Regions from separate parts of the Mus musculus genome. Here all the other regions are linked to region 3. A link is a contact called in public Hi-C and HiChIP or PLAC-seq data. All regions are on one chromosome and are shown on one strand. Each heading gives the region's core, a stretch centred on a gene start, on an enhancer-like site or on the middle of the called end of the contact. The rest is flanking DNA. Distances are from core to core; before and after follow the strand shown.

Region 1 (2,700 bases), core at 196-2,695, 460 kb after region 3:
CCTTTCCCTGGTTCTTCCAAAAGAGTCCCTAAGCTCCATCCACTGTTCAGCTGTGAGTCTCTGCATCCATCTGAGTCAGTTGCTGGGTGGAACCTCTCAGAGGACAAGCTTGCTAGACTCCTGTATACAAGCATAACAGTATTATTAATAGAAATTAGTGCTTGCCCATGGGATGGGTTTCAAGTAGGGCGTGTTATTGGATAGCCATTCCCTCCGTCTCTGCTATCCCCCATCCCTGCATTTCTTGTCGACAGGATACATTTGGGGGTTGAGAGTTTTATGGGTGGGTTGCTGCTTCTATTGCTCCACTGGGGTTCCTGCCTAGTCACCAACCCTACTTCTGGCAGAGGGTTGATATCCAAAATTTATAAAGAACTCAAGAAGTTAGGCACCAACAACCCAAATAACCCAATTAAAAATGGGGGTAGAGAGCTAAACAGATACTTCTCAACAGAGGATTCTTGAATGGCCAAGAAACACTTAGATAAGTGTTCAAAGTCCTTAGTCATCAGGGAAATGCAATTTAAAACAACTCTAAGATTCCATCTTACACCTGTCAGAATGACCCGCACATGCTGGCAAGGATGTGGAGCAAAGGGAAACACTCCTCCACTGCTGGTGGGAGGGCAAACTTTTACAACCACGTTGGAAATTAAATTGTCTGTTTCTCGGAAAACTGGGAATAGTTCTACCTCAAGACCCACTCCTGGGAATATACCAAAAAGATGCCCTACTATACCACAGGGACACTTGCTCAACTATGTTCATAGCAGCTTTATTCTTGATAGCCAGAAACTGGAAACAACCTAGATGTTCCTCAACTGAAGAATAGATAAAGAAAATTGGTATGTCTAGACAACGGAATACTATCCAGCTATTAAAAACAAAGGCATCATGAATTTTGTAGACAAAAGGATAGAACTAGAAAATATCATCCTAAGCAAGGTAACCCAGACTCAAAAGGACAAATATGATATGAACTCACTTATAAGTGGATATTAGCCATAAAATACAGGTACTATGCTATACTCCACAGACCACAAGAAGCTAAATAAGAAGGAAAGCCCAACACAGGGTGTTTGAATCTCATGTAAACAGGGAAATAAAATAGCTGTAGGAGACAGATGGGGTGAGGGAGCTGGGTGGGAGAGGGGATGGGAGGGGAATGGGGTAGGGGTTAGGATCAAGTGTGGGGAAGAACAAGAGAGATGCCCAGATGGCCATGAGACTAAATAGAAATCTGCAAGGACATGCCAGAGAGCTGTGATAGTGGAAACACCCCAGAATCAAAGGAGGTAACATTATCTGGACTCACAGCATTAGAGATATGGAACCTGAAGATTGATTTTTTAAAATCACCTCCTTTCTGACCAGAGTTCTGTGCTGTGTGTAGTCTCCATTTTCTGGGACAGAAAACTAAGCATATAACACTATGTAAGCATAGTGTTTGGGCGACCTCCTCTGGCCAACAGATCATCCTGCAGTTTTCCTGAGAAAATGAGGAGGTGTATAGCAGGCCTGGCTGGCCACCTAGAGTCCTCTTTGTTGCAAATGTCATTGGTTGGAAAAAGCTGTAGAATAATTCCTAGGTGGGCACTAACCTGAGCAGATTCCCACCATAATTCCCTCGTTCCTTCCACAGCCACATTCCCCAAGGGAGAATGGTGGGAGCTGTAGAGAAGGCTCAACAGTTGAGAATACTTAACTGCACTTGCATAGGACCTGAGTTACCATCACCAACATCAAGTCACTCACAACCATTTGAGATTTCAGCTTCAGGTAATCTGACACTTATGACCTCCTCAGGCATCTGTATTCACATGCACTCATGCACACACAAATGGGGTGTATGTGGGGTGTGTGTGTGTGTGTGTGTGTGTGTGTGAGTGTGTGTATGTGTGTGTGAGTGTGTGTGTGTGGGTGTGTTTGTGTGTGTGTGAGTGTGTGTGTTTATGTGTGTGAGTGTGTGTTTGTGTGTGTGTGAGTGTGTGTGTTTGTGTGTGTGAGTACGTGTGTGTTTTTGTGTGTGTGTGTGAGTGGGTGTGTGTGTGTATGTGCATACATAAGCACATGCATGCATGCATGCGTGTGTGCGTGTGTAAGACTGTGGTCAGGGAGGGTCAGCACCACTGGCTTGGTAAGGAGACCCATTGTATAGGACAGTCTGTCTACTGTGTGGGCATAGTTTGATGCCATGGGAGAAAAGACCCCATCACCCTCATAAGAGTCAATAAGAAAATGAGCTCAAAATCCCTGCTTCCAGGCTTGGTAAGTTTCTTCCTAGAATTATGAAAAGTGTTGAAGGACTACATTTGGATGTGGGTGGATGAGGAACGAAGGGCTAAAGATATATATTTTTAAAAAAAACCCACAAACAAGTTCTCTACACCACCCACCCACACCTAATTCATCCACTCACCCACTCACCTACCCACCACACCACACCCACAAAACTACCACTGTCAATAGTAACTCTTATCTCTAAGATCTGTACTGTGTTAACAATAGCACCCTAAAGCTCCCTCTAGTGGACACTTAGCTCAGTCTAAGAGAGGTAACCTGGCCGCTGGTCAGACAGAAACAAGTAAGAAAAGAGTGCCCAAGGTCACCAGGTTACAGACATCCGAAGGCACATGTCCAGTTAGCAAAGTGGAGATCCACGGGACTCGAACGACAACCTCCTTGCAAGAACCTCGACCT
Region 2 (2,700 bases), core at 192-2,691, 390 kb before region 3:
TGTTTCTTCTCTACGTGTAATACTTGATTTTGGAAGGGCTAGGGTCTGGCCTTAATTTTGCAGAGACTTCTTCCTGTGTCCAACACATCAGACCTACCAAATTGGATGAAGAACCGGGCATTGTTCCTCCTGCAACTGATAAGAAAGATGCTGATCCGTAAGTTTATTCCAGAGAGACAGGCTGAACACAGGGTGGACATAACACTGGTAAATGGTGTCCTGTCTTTCTGTCTGTCTATGTAGTCATTCATTATGTTATAGTATATTGATTTCTCTTAGCTCAGGGAAGATGCCTCTTTGAGTTGGGAAGGAAACAGGCAAGGAGTTGGATAAAATGACCTCAGGAGACCTTAGGAGGCCTGGCACTTCTATGTGTCTTCTGGGGATTGAGCTGTTTCTAGTGCACACTGTACCACAGAGCTACCTCTCCTGACTCAAGTCTAGAAGTCCTGTTTTGCTTTTAACCCCTGGTTTCTTTTTCAAAGACTTGGCATGGCAAGTGTCTCTCTGAAGACTTTTTATTTAAACAATATCATTTCAGAGAGAAGGTAATAACTCCTGATACTCCAAAGATTGCATCTTCTTTAGAAGAGGAAGTGAATTCTGAGATGGGGACATCTAAGCTAGGCCAGCCAGTTACTGAACCCTCTAAGAAGAAATTTAATAGACTCTCTTTAAGCAAACAAAAGAAGAAAGCTGGTAAGTATCATCATATGGGTTTTTAAAAAGGTTCATTTTCTTTTATTTTTTTATTTATTTTTTTAATTTTTTATTAGGTATTTTCCTCGTTTACATTTTCAATGCTATCCCAAAAGTCCGCCATACCCACCCCCCCATCCCCTACCCACCCACTCCCCCTTTTTGGCCCTGGGGTTCCCCTGTACTGGGGCATATAAAGTTTGCAAGTCCAATGGGCCTTTCTTTGCAGTGATGGCCGACTAGGCCATCTTGTGATACATATGCAGCTAGAGTCAAGAGCTCCAGGGTACTGGTTAGTTCATATTGTTGTTCCACCTATAGGGTTGCAGTTCCCAAAGGTTCATTTTCTATTTATCTATGTGTGTGTGTGTCTGTGTGAGTGTATACCATGTATATGTGGGTACATATGGAAGCCAGAAGAGGATGTTGGGTCCCCTGGAGTTACAGTTACAGGTGGTTGTGAGTTGCCAAAAGTGGGCCCTGGAAGCCAAAAGTCGGGTCCTCTCTCTAGATCCCAGATATCCTTTAAACCTTTAAAAATGTTATCGTTAGAGTAGGACATGTACATGCCATAGTTCATGTGTGGAGGTCAGAGAACAATTTTTGGGGGTCAGTTCTCTCTTTCTACTGTGGCTTCCACATAGCCCAAGTCAGTCCTCCTTTGAACCCTGGTTCAAGTACTTCTTCAAGAAATTAGAAAATGGTACACTAAGCAGCCTACAACTTCCTGCCCCAGGCTTGGGGCTTCCTGGTGACTCTTTCCCTGGTTTTTATTGTCTGAAGACATTCTCACATCTCCCACCTCACAGTGATTCGTTTTGTTTTTCCAGAAGATGAGAAAATGGAGAAGATCCAAGATGGCCGTGAGTGCAGTCTGAAGGAGAAACAGAAGATAGTGATTCAGGATCAGTCTCAGATCAGAGGTCCCCAGAAGGAAGAGGAGAGTGGTTTTGGTGAGCTCAGCTGAGTGTGGAGAAACTTGAGCTGAAAATTCAAGATGGAGGAGATATGCAGTACATGGGATGTTAAAGGAAGCCACAAAACTGTTATTTATCTTGCACAGTTGCTTCTTAGGAGATAAGGAAAGAGGACGAAGCAGAAAGACTTCATCTATTTGGGTATTTATTCACAGAATCCACATTCTGCACCTGGTGTGTTAGATGGTGTCCAGAAGGAAACTAAGGTTGGCTTAGCAGTGGATCAGATAGTTAGGAGAGGGTGGTGGAATGGTGTCAGGTGAAGGGAGAATTTCATGAAAGAGAGAGTACCCAGTCATGGCAGCAAACACACAGACAAGTCAGAGGATCAAGATTTGAAAATGTTCAAGTACATCGCAATCGATAAGCCATCAGGGTCTTAGTGATGGCTGCTGTATAGGTTGGTCAAGGTGATTGGCAGGCTAGAGTTGGTTAAGAGCTGGCATTAAGATCCCTGGAACTCAGACCTGGATGCAATAGCACACACATATGTAAATGAAGAGATGCCTCAGGGAGATAGGAGGTGGAGACAGGAGAATCTCCTTAAGCTAAGTAGCCATAAGCTTAGCCTGGCATATACAGGAGGGGAAAAAATGAGAGACCGTCTCAAAGAAGGTAGAAGGCACAGTGTAGTTGTCTTTTGACCTCCACACACATGCTGCGGCATGCACATGCTTGCATTTTCATACAGCATGCATGTTCCCACATCCACACATACAATGATAAAACAAAATAACAACAAAACAAAACAAAAAAGAAAGGATGAACTGGGCTGGGTGTGGTGGCTTATACCTTTAACTTCAGTTTTTGGGAGGCAGAGGCAGGTGATTCTGTGTGAGTTCACAGCCAGCATGGTCTACGCAGTGAGCCCCAGACAGCCAAAGATACATACTGAGATCATGTCGCAAAAATAAACAACAACCTAGAATGCTTAGTATAAGAATCAGTGAAATAAAATTTAGCTAGTGTCTGATGATGTGTCTATATGTACATAGTTTAGTTTTTTCTTTGTGTGTGTACATAT
Region 3 (2,700 bases), core at 53-2,552:
TATGATCCTGGGGACCCAGAATGGCAACAGGAAAGGAGAAGGGTAGGGGGGAAGAAGCAGAAGCAAGTTTTGCCTTCAGGGTTGAACCACATGCAGCCACTTAATTGAACAAGTATGTGGTGACAGTTTTGAAACTTTTCTCTACGTTTTACTGGTCTTCACCTGCACCGATTGGTCAATAGTGGTGTGAGCTGTGGGAAAGTCACTTTGCTTTTTAAAGGGTCTATTTTAAACCCTTTCAAGAGGCCAGAGAAGAGCGAGCAGCGCAATTGGTAGAGTGCCTGCCTAGTATGGACAGTGATGGGAGTTGAACCCTGATGTGGTGGCATACCGCTGTAATCTCAGCACTCAAAGAAGCGTTGGCAGGAATATCAGAATACCATCCAGCTACTTGGCAGTTCGGGACCAACCAGAGCTGAACCCTGTCTTAAAGTAAGAAGCCAAAAAGAGACCCTCAAGAACCAATATACACTGCAAACATGAGGCCGTATACCATCAATCTGTGAATAAGAACAGGATGCTGGAAGAGAGTGAAGCAATACTCGGGTTAGATGGGGTAGACATGTGGGCTATATTTCCTATTTCACAGGTGCCATATTTTCTATATTGCTATTAAACCTTTTATATATATATCAGCTGAGTCCCATTTCAAACATGCACACATTATCGATGAGGGAGCACCCAGACAGTGGGGCCATTGGCCTGCTATCTATTAGTTGCTAATGGTGTTCTTATAATTATCCACCCCAAGGATACTGGTTGGGGTTGGGAAAACAACTGTACCACTAGGACTTGGAAAAGAGGATCAAGAGCTCAGTCTTCCTCAGCTATGTAGCGAGCTCAAGACCATCTTGGTCTCCTTGAGCCCCTGTATCAGGAAAATAAAAAACAAAACAAGAACTCAGAAGTTAAGTGTAATACATAATATGAACTATACAGGATTAGGATTACGCCGTGGTTCAGGCGCGGTAGTTTGTACGGAAGCCCATAAAAGGCAAAAAATCTCGCGTTTTCTCACCTTTTGAGTTTTCCCAGCGTTAAAAAACAAAAGAAAACAAAAACCCTTAAGGACAGCGATAGTTTAGTTTCAAAGTAGACAACAGCTAGAATAAAGAAGTAAAAGATATCTTTCAGATGTGGATGCGTGAGAACCTACCGACTATAAGCCTAAGGGGGGACTGACCAAAAGAATCTAGGAAGTCTTGAGGTCGCATGGAAAGGCCAGTTGGGCGATACCATCTTCAGCAGGGGTGGTAGTGGAGGGCGATACCACTTTAAGATCTGGTGGGTAGCAAACGAGTTGCACCTTGGAAAGAGTGGCGGGGCTTGCGGTAGGATTTTGGAGGGACTGGGCAGACGTCCGTGGCGGGGTAAATCTCCCTTGTCATGAACGGTCCAGTGCGCACCGAGCCCCTGCATGGTGAGATCCCTTTGCTGGCGTCCAGCGGCTCCTACTCCGTGGTGGTTCTGCTGCGCGGCTACGCGGAGCCGCAGGGAGCGGGCGACGCGGTGCGTGCTGATGGCACTGTGACTCTCGTCCTGCCTCGGGGCTGGGCCTCGGACTCCAGCCGCGGTTTGGCCCCATCCGCAGACGGCGGCTCTAAGACTGCCCTGGAGGAGGCGGTGCGTGGCCCCATCCTCGTGGACACCGGGGGACCCTGGGCGCGGGGTGCGCTGCTGGAAGCCCTGGCTACACAGGGCGTGGCCCCCGAAGATGTGACTCTGGTGGTGGGCACCCACGGACACTCGGATCATATTGGGAACCTGGGGCTGTTTCCCGAGGCAGCTTTGTTAGTCTCCCATGACTTCTGCCTTCCCGAGGGTCTCTATCTGCCCCATGGGCTGTGTGAAACGCAGCCCTTGATACTGGGCTCGGGACTGCAGGTGTGGGCCACGCCGGGCCACGGAGGACAGCGGGACGTGAGCGTCGTAGTGGAGGGCACCAGCCTGGGCACCGTGGTGGTGGCTGGCGATGTGTTCGAGCGACTTGGTGACGAGGACTCCTGGCAGGCCCTGAGCGAAGACCCAGTAGCTCAGCAGCGGAGCCGGGAGAGGATTCTGAGCGTAGCTGATGTGGTGGTGCCTGGTCACGGAGCCCCCTTTCGAGTGGTCAGGGAAACAGTGAAAAGTTCAGAGGATTTGATATGTGAAGGCAAGGCGGTTGCTTGACTGGACTCCAGTCAGGAAAGCCCCTTCCAGCGAGGAACCGGCGTCAGTTGGTCCGGGAGACCTAGAGGACACAGTCAAGACAAGCAATATTTGTCACGTGCAGCTTTCTAGGAGGCAGCTTCCAAACAGGACAGAATGATTGACATCAGTCCCCTTTAATCATTGCAACCTAAGCAGGACAAAGGACTGGCTTAGATCCACATCCTCCATGAGCCTCCGTAAAATATAGGAAAAAAAATAGTTAAAATATGTATTTGGGATGTGCGTGTGTGCCTGTGGAATTCTGAAGGCTACTTTGGAAGAGTCGGTTCTCTCCATCCTGTGGGTCCCCAGGATCGAGTTCAGGTTGTCGGACTTGACGCCAGGGACCCTTTACCTGCTGAGCCATCCTGATTTATATTCTTGTTAGGACCTTCAAAAATAAAAATCGACCGCAAGTCATACTGTCCTGATGTAAATGCAAAATGCTGATTGCAATAATCTTTGGGATTGTAACTGCTGCAGCAAAAGAGGAACAGTGTGGCCAATAGC

The links. Hi-C and Micro-C count contacts between places; a contact is called where the count stands out from the background. HiChIP or PLAC-seq counts read pairs in DNA pulled down with a chosen protein or histone mark.
Region 1: a contact with region 3 is called in an H3K4me3 HiChIP or PLAC-seq map of bone marrow-derived macrophages, with 11 times the contacts expected there. The contact joins the enhancer-like site here to the promoter of Mblac1 in region 3. A contact is called at or near these places in 16 of 39 promoter capture datasets (the 3T3-L1 cell line, 3T3-L1-derived adipocytes, the HPC-7 cell line and 9 more), 4 of 15 datasets of contacts at CTCF or cohesin (hippocampal excitatory neurons, large pre-B cells, pro-B cells and 1 more), 14 of 484 Hi-C or Micro-C datasets (the HPC-5 cell line, the MC3T3-E1 cell line, bone marrow-derived dendritic cells and 9 more), 21 of 115 datasets of contacts at active chromatin or transcription factors (SST interneurons, acute myeloid leukemia, bone marrow-derived dendritic cells and 16 more) and 3 of 9 other capture datasets (adipose tissue, embryonic trunk and macrophages).
Region 2: a Hi-C map of the G1E-ER4 cell line shows a contact between it and region 3, with 2.5 times the contacts expected there. The contact joins the enhancer-like site here to the promoter of Mblac1 in region 3. A contact is called at or near these places in 7 of 39 promoter capture datasets (the 3T3-L1 cell line, the HPC-7 cell line, HPC-7-derived erythroid cells and 5 more), 3 of 484 Hi-C or Micro-C datasets (the G1E-ER4 cell line and embryonic stem cells), 3 of 115 datasets of contacts at active chromatin or transcription factors (SST interneurons, embryonic midbrain and embryonic stem cells) and 2 of 9 other capture datasets (adipose tissue and macrophages).

Annotation. Positions count from the first base shown.
Region 1 is chr5:138,655,491-138,658,190 of GRCm38.p6, forward strand. No RefSeq gene overlaps it. Among named protein-coding and RNA genes, the nearest start is that of A430033K04Rik, 34 kb to the left of the region's middle. Within about 2 kb of position 1,446, at least 9 of the 459 cell types and tissues checked have an H3K27ac peak or open chromatin away from gene starts, as enhancers often do. A contact at or near this core is called in bone marrow-derived macrophages, where this site is marked.
Region 2 is chr5:137,799,445-137,802,144 of GRCm38.p6, forward strand. Zcwpw1 (zinc finger, CW type with PWWP domain 1) reads left to right here. Exons shown (of 17, transcript NM_001005426.2): 5 at 64-157; 6 at 542-699; 7 at 1,530-1,652. Among named protein-coding and RNA genes, the nearest start is that of Zcwpw1, 13 kb to the left of the region's middle. Within about 2 kb of position 1,442, at least 3 of the 459 cell types and tissues checked have an H3K27ac peak or open chromatin away from gene starts, as enhancers often do. A contact at or near this core is called in the G1E-ER4 cell line, where this site is marked.
Region 3 is chr5:138,193,012-138,195,711 of GRCm38.p6, forward strand. It overlaps Mblac1 (metallo-beta-lactamase domain containing 1), which reads left to right and starts at 1,303. Exons shown (of 1, transcript NM_177878.3): 1 at 1,303-2,610. The coding sequence starts at 1,387. The coding sequence ends at 2,169. Cnpy4 (canopy FGF signaling regulator 4) reads left to right here. Exons shown (of 6, transcript NM_178612.4): 6 at 1-883.